Regions from separate parts of the Sus scrofa genome. Here region 2 is linked to region 1. A link is a contact called in public HiChIP or PLAC-seq data. All regions are on one chromosome and are shown on one strand. The core of a region is the stretch at or near the end of the contact, and the rest is flanking DNA. Distances in the headings are between cores, read along the strand shown.

The links. HiChIP or PLAC-seq counts read pairs in DNA pulled down with a chosen protein or histone mark.
Region 2: an H3K27ac HiChIP or PLAC-seq map of alveolar macrophages shows a contact between it and region 1. The contact joins two enhancer-like sites. A contact is called at or near these places in 1 of 5 promoter capture datasets (fetal liver) and 1 of 2 datasets of contacts at active chromatin or transcription factors (alveolar macrophages).

What each region holds. Positions count from the first base shown.
Region 1 is chr12:11,802,090-11,807,355 of Sscrofa11.1, forward strand. It overlaps ARSG (arylsulfatase G), which reads right to left. Exons shown (of 12, transcript XM_021066718.1): 4 at 2,757-2,804; 5 at 693-804. Among named protein-coding and RNA genes, the nearest start is that of SLC16A6, 53 kb to the right of the region's middle. Within about 2 kb of position 3,197, at least 17 of the 83 cell types and tissues checked have an H3K27ac peak or open chromatin away from gene starts, as enhancers often do. A contact at or near this core is called in alveolar macrophages, where this site is marked.
Region 2 is chr12:12,004,354-12,009,619 of Sscrofa11.1, forward strand. LOC102165781 (a long non-coding RNA gene) reads left to right here. Exons shown (of 3, transcript XR_002337056.1): 3 at 427-960. Among named protein-coding and RNA genes, the nearest start is that of RGS9, 8.3 kb to the right of the region's middle. Within about 2 kb of position 3,083, at least 71 of the 83 cell types and tissues checked have an H3K27ac peak or open chromatin away from gene starts, as enhancers often do. A contact at or near this core is called in alveolar macrophages, where this site is marked.

The DNA of each region.
Region 1 (5,266 bases), core at 1,947-4,446:
TGCTCATTAGAGAATATTTGGAAAATACAATGAGAAAGGAAAAAAAAAAAAAAAAGGCTCTTTAATCCCACAACCAGAGCGAATGAACCATTGTTAGCCGTTCGGCGTATTTCCTTTCGGGCTATTAGAGGTGTAAATACAGAGGTAGTTAAGATCACACTGTTGATGATTTGTTTCCTGCTTTTTTCACTTACTATTCTATTGTGAGCATTTTCCCATTTCACCGAATATGTTTTTAAAACATCCTGTTTGGTGCCTGGACGACATTCCAACGTCAGAATGCTGGCTTATGTCGCGTGTTGGAGGGGAGGGGTGGTGAAGCTTGCAAGGAGCCCTGTGAACGTGTCCTCTCTCTCTCTCTCCCGGCTCAGGCCCGTGGTCTGGGCCAGGTGAGCGGTCCAGGAGCAAAGCCAGCAGGCTGAGGAGGAGGCAGGTCACAGGGATGGCCTGGGGGGCCCCTGGGTCTCCCCAGCTGGGCTACCCCATCCAAGGAACCTGGAAAAATCCCAGTAAAACATTTTTGTTCACCCCCTCTCCACTCCAAGCAAATGGTGCATTTCCATGTGCACTAGTCTATCTTTTTTTGCTGGGGTAACTGTCCCCTCTCGGCCTCTCTCATTTACTCCTAATGGACCACACAGGATTTCGCCTCGCTCTGGAGCCCACTGCCAATGCCTTGGACGGGATTTTACCTGGATGGTTGATGGCGCCGCGGACACGCCGGACAAGGAGGGTAGTTATAGCCCGGGGTGTCGGTGCAGCCCATGTCATGGCTATACGGGATCCCAAAGTAGTAGTCAAAACCTGGAAGAAAAGCAATGGCTCAGGCTTCTGTTCTATGTGCCTGCCTTCTTACACCCAGGACAGAAATTTAATTTTCCATGATTTAATTCTGCAGTGTTTTGGAGTATGTAATTAAAAGAGGATTTGATGCATATCCCTTTGCAGTAGGCCAAAAAAAACCCTTTGCTGGGTTCCGGCTGCTTCAAGACGAGATTTGCAAAACATCTTGTGATGAGAGTTAACCCAGAGTGGAAGGAAGTGGGGGAGAATTACTGAACACCTGCCATGCCCAGGGCAAGGAAGGACGCTTTCCAGGAAATGTTTGGTGACGATCTCCTCCGCGCATGACATTTTGGGGGAGAAAAGAATAAATTCTGCCCTCAAGAAACATCCTCTCTGGGAGTTCCCGTCGTGGCGCAGTGGTTAACGAATCCGACTAGGAACCATGAGGTTGCGGGTTCGATCCCTGCCCTTGCTCAGTGGGTTAAGGACCCGGCGTTGCCATGAGCTGTGGTGTAGGTTGCAGACGCGGCTCGGATCCCGTTGCTGTGGCTCTGGTGTAGGCCGGTGGCTACAGCTCTGATTCGACCCCTAGCCTGGGAACCTCCATATGCCACAGGAGAGGCCCAAGAAATAGAAAAAAGACCGAAAAAAAAAAAAAAAAGAAGAAACATCCTCTCTGAAGGGAAGAGAAGTAGAAATGTTGGGAGCTCCCTGGTGAAGCTGGAGTTGTCCCTGCTGTGGTTCGGGTCACTGCTATGGCGCAGGTTCGATCCCTGGCCTGAGAACGTGGCAGGTGCGGCCAAAAAACGAAAGAAAAAGAAATAGAAACGTAGGAGTAAGAACCTGACTAGTATCCATGAAGGTACAGGTTTGATCCCTGGCCTCGCTCAGTGGGTTAAGGATCCCTTGGTGCCGCAAGCTGCCACATAAGTTGCAGATACGGCTCAGATCCGGAGTTGCTGTGGCTGTGGCGTAGGTCGGCAGCTACAGCTCCAATTCGACCCCTATTCTGGGAAGTTTCATATGCTTCAGGTGCATAAAAAAGAAAGAAAGAAATATAAATGTAGCTATAAAAGATGGATTATTAGTAAACCAACAAGAGAGACGAGGGGAAGAAGTGAGCCCTGGATGCTGGGGGTGGGATGGGGTTAGGAGAGGAATCTCGAAATGCTTTTGGAAAGAGATGGCATTTCCGCTAGCTGAAGAGGGCTGGCAGGATTGGGCTTAGATAGATGAGGGTGGGGGGCGGGGAGAAGGGTGTGAGGGTTAAACTGAGACTGAAAACCTCGTGTTGACTCTTCCCTCCCTCTTCCTAGCTCTTCTCCAGCACAAGCTTTCTCGTCGAGCTTCCCACTCCTCTCTGGGTCCCTGCTTCAGGGAACCCAGCCGACAACTTTTACTTCTTTCCCTGCTGGACCTCATGGGGGCCGAACGTTCCCCGACAGGTGAAGAACTGGGTCAAGGAGAACACGGAGGGGGCGTACCCATCATGGCTCAGAGGAAGTGAACCCGACTAGTATCCCTAAGGACACAGGTTCGATCCCTGGCCTCGCTCAGTGGGTTAAGGATCCAGCGTTACTGTGAGCTGCGGGGTAGGTCGTAGTCAGGGCTTTGATCTGGTGTTGCTGTGGCTGCGGTTGTAGGACTCCTAGCTTGGGAACTTCCATATGCCACAGGTTCAGCCTTAAAAAGACAAAAACAAACCAAAAAACCCCAACACTGAGGGGCTCTCGATGGGGAAGCCAGAAGGGCAGACGGGCACGAAGGGGGTGGGAGCCAGGTGAGAGGGACATGGGATTAGAACAGCCATGGGCATCTCAAATGTACCCAGGTGACCTTGTGAACAAAGATGTCCCAACCTAGGAGAGATGTCCTCCAGAGGCAGGTGGCTTAAACGTTAATGGAGTCCCTTTACACACAGATCTCTATTTTCTGTTTCCTAGGTAACCAATCCCCCAAAGAATTCTTACCGCGGAAGTTGGGGTGAAAAGAGCCGTGGTGTCCAAGATGCCACTTGCCTATAGGAAAACAAGAGAGAGACTTTGAGTGGAATCCCCGTGGGGGCTCCCAGCTCCCCATCAGCTTTGCCCTTTCCTGAGGACAAGTGAAAAGAGGCTGCACAGGCTGTATGAAAGCCAAGCCTTGCTCTCTGGGACACAGAGGGAGTCCCCGGGGAGGCAGAAAGCAAGCAAGGATGACTCAGGGCCCAGGCAGGAAAGCACGCAGGGGAAGGGGAAGATGAGCTGTTACAAGGAGCCTAGAGAAGTCAGAAGGCTGAGCTTCAGCTCCCAAAGAGGATGCAGCACGGCAACGGTCCAGAGCCCGCCACATCCTCCCCCCTCCCTCCTGCTCCGGGGCCCTGCAAAGGCGCCAGGTGACCCAGGGAGCAGGTGCACGCCCCGGCTAGTCTCAGAGATGCTGGTTCCTGCCAGGTTTCAGCATGTTCCTCCCTGGCCAGCATCAGCAGTCTGCAGAGGCTAGAGCTCGCCTCCCTGCTGCCGCCCAACTGTGGGCCAGCAAATGAGGAAACTCAGACTGCTCCTCGCTCTGTAAAGACGCTGTTTTGGGGGCAATAACTGGGCGATGTGAAGCAAGTGCTCAGCCAAGGCTGGAGCCCTCTGACCTGCTAGTTCTGATCTGACTGAAGATCCCAGGGAATCACCCACGAGGCAAGGGAACCAAGAAAAAAAGCTGGTGCAAAGACCGAAACAGCAGAAAACAACACTGAGCACAGAAAGAAACAGGCAACCACGGGAGTCTGGCCAAGTAAATGATTTTACACGGCCAATAAAATACTTCCAAATGATTTTTTTTTTCCTCCCAGCTGTGCCAGCAACACGTGGATGTTGCCAGGGCCAGGGATTGAACCCGAGCCACTGCAGTGACAAAGCCAGAGCCTTAACCTGCTTCGCCACAAGGGAACTCCCAAACTCTCTTTTAAAGACAAATGCATGGAGCCAAAATTAGCAACTGGTGAATCTAGGTGAAGGGTATATGGGTGCCTGATAGTCCCTTCTTACAGCTGCTCCATAGGTTTGGAAAAAAATATAATAAGTTGAGGGAAGTGGATTAAGCGTTGTATGGAATGCTTAGACTCACATGGACATGTAGAATTTAGTACCATTTTAAAATTATTTCTAAAATTGTAACAATTATAATAAACATATACAATTAGTATGACAGGGAAATCTAAAATAATAGGAAGGGGGAAAAGAAGGACAAAGTGACACGTATACAACGAGGTAAAAATATATTGACAGGGACCAAGATCAGAAGCAAAGAGTGAGTGGTATCGATAGACTTGATCTTCCTTCGGCAGGTTTTTAATTTTCCCTTACAGGGAAATATATGTGATACATACTATAGTGTGCTTATAGGAAATCCTTGATCTCAACAAGGAGATGTGTTTCTGTATCATCTCCTGGAGAAGCAAAAGGAGTGATGAGGGGGAGGGGAGGGGGTACCAACTGAACAGGGCACCTGTCATCTGCTGCCTTCTTGGGGTTTAAAGTTGCCTCTTGAGAAATGCAAATCAAAACAACCATGAGATACCACCTCACACCAGTCAGAATGGCCATCATTAATAAATCCACAAATAACAAGTGCTGGAGGGGCTGTGGAGAAAAGGGAACCCTCCTGCACTGCTGGTGGGAATGTAAACTGGTACAGCCACTATGGAGAACAGTTTGGAGATACCTTAGAAATCTATACATAGAACTTCCATATGACCCTGCAATCCCACTCTTGGGCATCTATCCGGACAAAGCTCTACTTAAAAGAGACACATGCACCCGCATGTTCATTGCAGCACTATTCACAATAGCCAGGACGTGGAAACAACCCAAATGTCCATCGACAGATGACTGGATTCGGAAGATGTGGTATATATACACAATGGAATACTACTCAGCCATAAAAAAGGATGACATCATGCCATTTGCAGCAACATGGATGGAACTAGAGAATCTCATACTGAGTGAAATGAGCCAGAAAGACAAAGACAAATACCATATGATATCACTTATAACTGGAATCTAATATCCAGCACAAATGAACATCTCCTCAGAAAAGAAAATCATGGACTTGGAGAAGAGACTTGTGGCTGCCTGATGGGAGGGGGAGGGAGTGGGAGGGATCGGGAGCTTGGGCTTATCAGACACAACCTAGAATAGATTTACAAGGAGATCCTGCTGAATAGCATTGAGAACTATGTCTAGATACTCATGTCGCAACAGAAGAAAGGGTGGGGGAAAAAATTGTAACTGCAATGTATACATCTAAGGATAACCTGACCCCCTTGCTGTACAGTGGGAAAAATAAAAAAAAATAAAGTTGCCTCTTGAGGAGGGAAAGGCAAAGAGGATCCAACCCAGTTGGGGAAGAACCCAGCCAGGTGATGCTGCATGAAGTGTTAGGGTCGGAGAGCCCAGGGAGCAAGGCCAGTAAGGCTACTTAGCCGCCAGCGAGAGCTTCGCAATAA
Region 2 (5,266 bases), core at 1,833-4,332, 200 kb after region 1:
ATACAGATCCTGGTTCTTGGACTTGGATGGATTAAATGGGTGTTGGAGGAGGTCACCAAGAGGATGTGACCAGTTGACCTGCCACCTGGACCTGGGCCATCAGAGGCTCCTTAACCCCTCCCTTCCTTGTCCTTGGAACCTGCCTTCTGCTTCTGGTTCCCACTGTGGGAGCCAGTTGCAAGGACGCAGACTTAAGAGAGCAATGTGTTGCTGAGACCATCTGGATGGTGTGCAGGACTGAACCGTGTTGAGGCCTTTGTTCAGACTTTTAAGGTTCTGGCGGGTGGGTGCTATTTACTCATCACAAGCCTCGTACAAAAGTTCCCTTGTTTATTACACCTACCACCTACCAAGCTGAAGTTGTCTTTTTTTTTTTTTTTTTTTTTCTTTGTCGTCTCTCCTTGCTGTGTACGGGGCCCGTTTCAGATTTCACCTGGGAAATTCCAGAGGTTTCAAGCCAACATTGGGGGCCAACGGATGCTTTAATTTTAGAAAGAGACCAAATGTGTAGAATGAAATCAGTCATCAACAGGAAGGACCCGAGAGACTGTCTGTGAAGACCTCAGATACAAACTGGGTGACCTGGTGCCACTTCAGGGAGGCCCAGCCGGAGAGAGGCTGTAAGCAGAAAAGCTTAAACCAAGTCAACTGCATTGTACTCTTGCCTGTGAAAGTCCATGTCAAGAGCATCTCTGAAAGGGACGTTCAAAGAGACAAAAGGACTTATCTTGCCTCTAGCACCCTGGGAGAAAATGCTTTTTATCCAGGAAAATGAATTTCTACCTCCCCCGACAGGTGCGTCTTAGATACCATCACACTTGGATAGCATTTTCCCTGTCCTGATTCCACGCCATGGGTCTCCAATACCATATGCCCATAGTGTACGAATCTGGACTTCCATGTCCATCTTCCTTCAAGAAGGAGCACATCGTTGGTGAATAAAGTTACCCAGCTGACTGAGAAGTGTATTTTTCACTGGAAGGGCACTAACGTACACTGTAGTTTATACATGGGTCCCTTTGGAGTTTGGTTAGTATTGGTGTGTCCTCCGGAGCCTGGTTCTCTCTGTCCTAACGGTGCGGGTTCTGGGCGCTAGAGAATGGAGGACCAGACGCTCTAATGGATTGGCACTGTCATCCTTAGGCAGGTCTTGCTTGAAACTGCAAGTTTAGTAACAGACTAGTAAGTCGCTTCAAAGCTCCCCTTGACTGAAGTTTCAAACACATGAGACTACCTCAGTACGAGCTTCTCTTGTGACCTCAGTAACTAAGTCATCGTGAATAAACTTGAAGACAATCCTTGTACTAAATTTTATTCTATGATGTGAGGGCAAGTTTCAGGTAAATGTTACCTCCTGCATACATACGTGCTGAAGTGACTCTTAACTACATTCTGTTTCTAGGAGGAAATATCAGTCATTTTACTCAAGTTGGTCTTTAACAAATTGCCTAGGTTTGTCATTAAGAAGCCCTGAATCGTAGAAGTTCCATTTGGAACAATTCATATTTTTCCCATTTAATTCTTCCTTCCTTCCTCCCTCTCTCCCTTTCTTTCTTCCACACCTGAAGCATGTGGAAGTGCCTAGCGAATCAAACCCGAGCCACAGCAGTGACAGTGCCAAATTCTTAAACGCTAGGCCACCAGGGAACTCCTCCATTTAGTTATTTCTATTGTTTAATAAATAATATATTGATAACATTTGCTCAATAATATTACGATCTTGTCCACTGTCCATGATGTGTGTGGGAGGAAGGGCAAGGAGGGGTCACTTCCTTTTCCAAATGTTAGTAGATGTAGTACTTCATTATTTATGGACCATTTTCTAGAACATCTGTAAAACTGAAACCATCCTTACTGAAATTCAGTCAGATGATTTTCAAAAAGCAGTTCTGAGATGTCTTTTGAGAAGTGAGAGTGCCTCTTGAACAGGACTGTGCTCAGGTGAAGGATTTCTTTATGTCAGCATCTCCCAAAAATATGTTCTGGGAAAAACCACATTGGGGAGATATTAATAGGGTGTTACTCAAGGCTCTGTGGTCAAATGCTTGAGAAACACCAGGCTAACCAAAGTGACGCGAGTTCCATTATTGCGGAGTTTCTCAGAACAATTTAATACTCTATTATTATTTGTGCTAAGAGACTATGGTTCAAATCCTAAATTTATTTGTCCATCTTTTATTTTCCCCTCAGGAACACATTATGGTAAAAGCTTATTTATTTTATTTATTGTCTGTTTTTTAGGGCCATGTTTATTTATTTATTTACCTATTTGTTGTCTTTTTTTTAGAGCTGCACTGGTGGCATATGGAGGTTCCCAGGCTAGGGGTCTAATCAGAGCTGTAGCTGCCGGCCTACACCGCAGCCACAGCAATGCAAAATCTTCTTTAAATACTCCCCAATCTTTGTGTGTGTGTGTGTGTGTGTGACACCCGCAGCATTTGGAGGTACCTGGGCAAGGGATGGAAGCTGAGCCACAGCCCTGACAATGCTGAGTCCTTAACCACTAGGCCACCAGGGAACTCCTGCCCCAACATGATCTTATAGAGAAGATAAATCTGGTTCATTAAACATACTAAGATCACACACAATAGGAAAGGATCACATACAGTAGGACAGGATGGCAGATACCATCCCCATTTTAAAACTGAGCGCACTCCAGGTCAAAAAGTTCAGGTAGTGAGTGCCTGTGCCAAGCTGCTGCCCTGGAAGAGAAAGAACCCCGGCCAGTATTCTGCAAGTAATCTAGTCGCCAGAGTCCCACTTCCCCTTCCTCTCCCACGGAGAGGGCATTCTGATACCCCATTCCGTCTTCCTTCCAAACTGCACTCTGCATGTTCCCCCGGAACCCTGTTCTTACAGGGCCACCGCGCTGTTTGCCCTGACTCCTCTCTCCCCAGTCTAGCCACAGTTAAATACTAAGACACGTTGTTTCAGTTACTTGACTGTTTTTTTTTTTTTTAATATTTTATTTTATTTTTGGCTGTGCCCAAAGCATACTGAATTTCTCGGTCAGCGATGGAACCTGCGCCATAGCAGTGACATGGCCAGATCTTTAACCCACTGTGCCACCAGCTAACTCCACTTGACTGTTTCTTAAACGGGCCGTTCTCGCAGATACACGAAAACAAGCCCTAAATGACATATTTTTAGGTTGGGGTTTCACCGTTATTTTCTCCGAGCCAATGGGCCTCAATCAGTTACAAAAAAATAAGTCCACAGCTCTGAGTATTCGAGGAGCTGATCCCCAGTCAGCACTTGGAGGAAAGGGGCCCCGGCGCCGTGGCCTTAAGGCGGCCCCCTCTGTGAATCCTCGCTCCCGGCCCCCCAGTTCTGGTGCCCGCGCCCCGCACCTAGCGACCCCCACCTGAGCCCCTCGCAGGAGACACACCCTCCCACCAACGCCCGCAAACTCGCCGCCTTGGGGCGGGTGGGGGCGGAGCCGGAAGTGGGCCGCCGGCGGAAGTCCTCCTCCCGGGAGCCTGCTCTTCCTCTCTAGGAGTTTGGAGGCATCCGCACCTCTATGGCCTGGGCCTGGGGTGGCCACCCTGCGTGAGGGGCCTTTGGGGCTCTAGAGGTGGATAGCAGCTCGCTGCCTTTGGGACGCTTTCCTGCCCTTTTATTCGCGAGTGCACCTGGCAGCGCTACTGGTAGGGAGTCGGAAATTGCCCTCATCACTCTTATAAATAATGGAGCTACAGGAGCACAATAGAGTCCCCCAAACCAGTTTTCTAGCCGTTTTGTACTAGAGTAGGCGCACATTTTTTTATTGACACGAAATCCAGCTTGGATGCAGTAACACAACTGAAATGACCTTAAATAATAATACTTAAAAAAAAAAAAGATTTTATGTTTAGAGTACCTTCTCCTCCCCACCCCCACCCAGGCAGAGCCCTCTTGTCCCCCTTAATCCTGCAGGGACAGGCGGGTACACCTGTGCTTCCCCTCAACCCCAGGGGCCCCAACTGGCTGTTCAATCAGAGGTTCATGTGAACAGCTTTTTTATGGTACTCTCTTATTCCGGGTTGCTGCTCTAAAAAGAGGAAGGGGAAACTAGGCAAGTACAACTACAGAATCCAGTAAAATTAGAATTGTCTAGGTAGAAAAAGCATAATAAGGGTGTGGGGAAGTTAGTTCATTCCGGGCAAAGGGAACAGAAATATACAGTCCTATTGAAAAACCACCGAGCGATCTATAGCAGAGGCCATTGCACGTGTTTAGGCTCTGACTCGGGAGAAAATTCATCCCAGCGAAATAATCCAAGAGGGAGGAAGAGCTGCATTTCTGAAGCAGTTCTGTAATGGACCCCTTTTGACTTTTACTTGCCCAACATCCAGTTTTCTTTTTTCTGGTTTTTGCATCATGATTTTTCCGTGGGAACCATGGAGCTCTCAGCGCAGGTCTGGGGTGAGCCCAGGCCTGGCTGATGGGAAAATCCCAGCGTGGATTAAGGAGGTGAGATGTGTAGGCAGAGGCCAGGCGGCCTGGGTCTCATTCCTGGCTCCGCGGCTTAAGCTGGGCATGAACTTCAGCTTCTTATTTATCCTCTTTCCTCCTTTGTTGAATCCAGTATTGATAACAGACAACTACTAGGGTTGGCGTGAGCGCTCAGTGAATGGAGCAGGTATATTAACGCCTCTTATGTGAAACCTTTGTTATTTCCTCTGAGCAGACTCTGCTCACCTTTCTGTTCTGTCCTTTTCTCTTTTGCCTTCCACATACTCCTGTTCCATCCACTGCATTATCCTGGACTTATATTTCATCTCTTTCTTTCCTACTAGAAACACCCACAAGGCAGAACTGGATCTTTTCACCTTTTTACCGTGGGTGCTGGACACAGTTCTCTGCTGAGAAATGGTGCTCAATCAAGGTTTGTTGAACAAGACCAAATACTGTCTAACACAGAGCAGAGTTGGAACGGTTAATGTAAATGTAACGAAGTTAAAGGATAAACAAAAGGGAAATGGTGAAAACCACATGAAGCTGTATTATTTTTCGTACCAAAAATGATTTCTTACAGAAATCCCTGGGGATTGCTTTGAAGCCCGAGCCACGCCACACAGGCAGGGCGAGCATCTGAGTGTCAGTAGAGGATGCTCAGCTGGCATGATTTAGCTTCAAAAGTCCTTCACAGGATGGGCTTGTTTGACAAAAGAAGGGGATATCAGTAAGACTGACTCAGATGGGGTGCGCCAAGTAATGTATTTTCTTAAGGTCTCTTCTCCTAAAGGGGGTCCTCCTTGCCCCTCACCCCCACCCCTCCGTGATC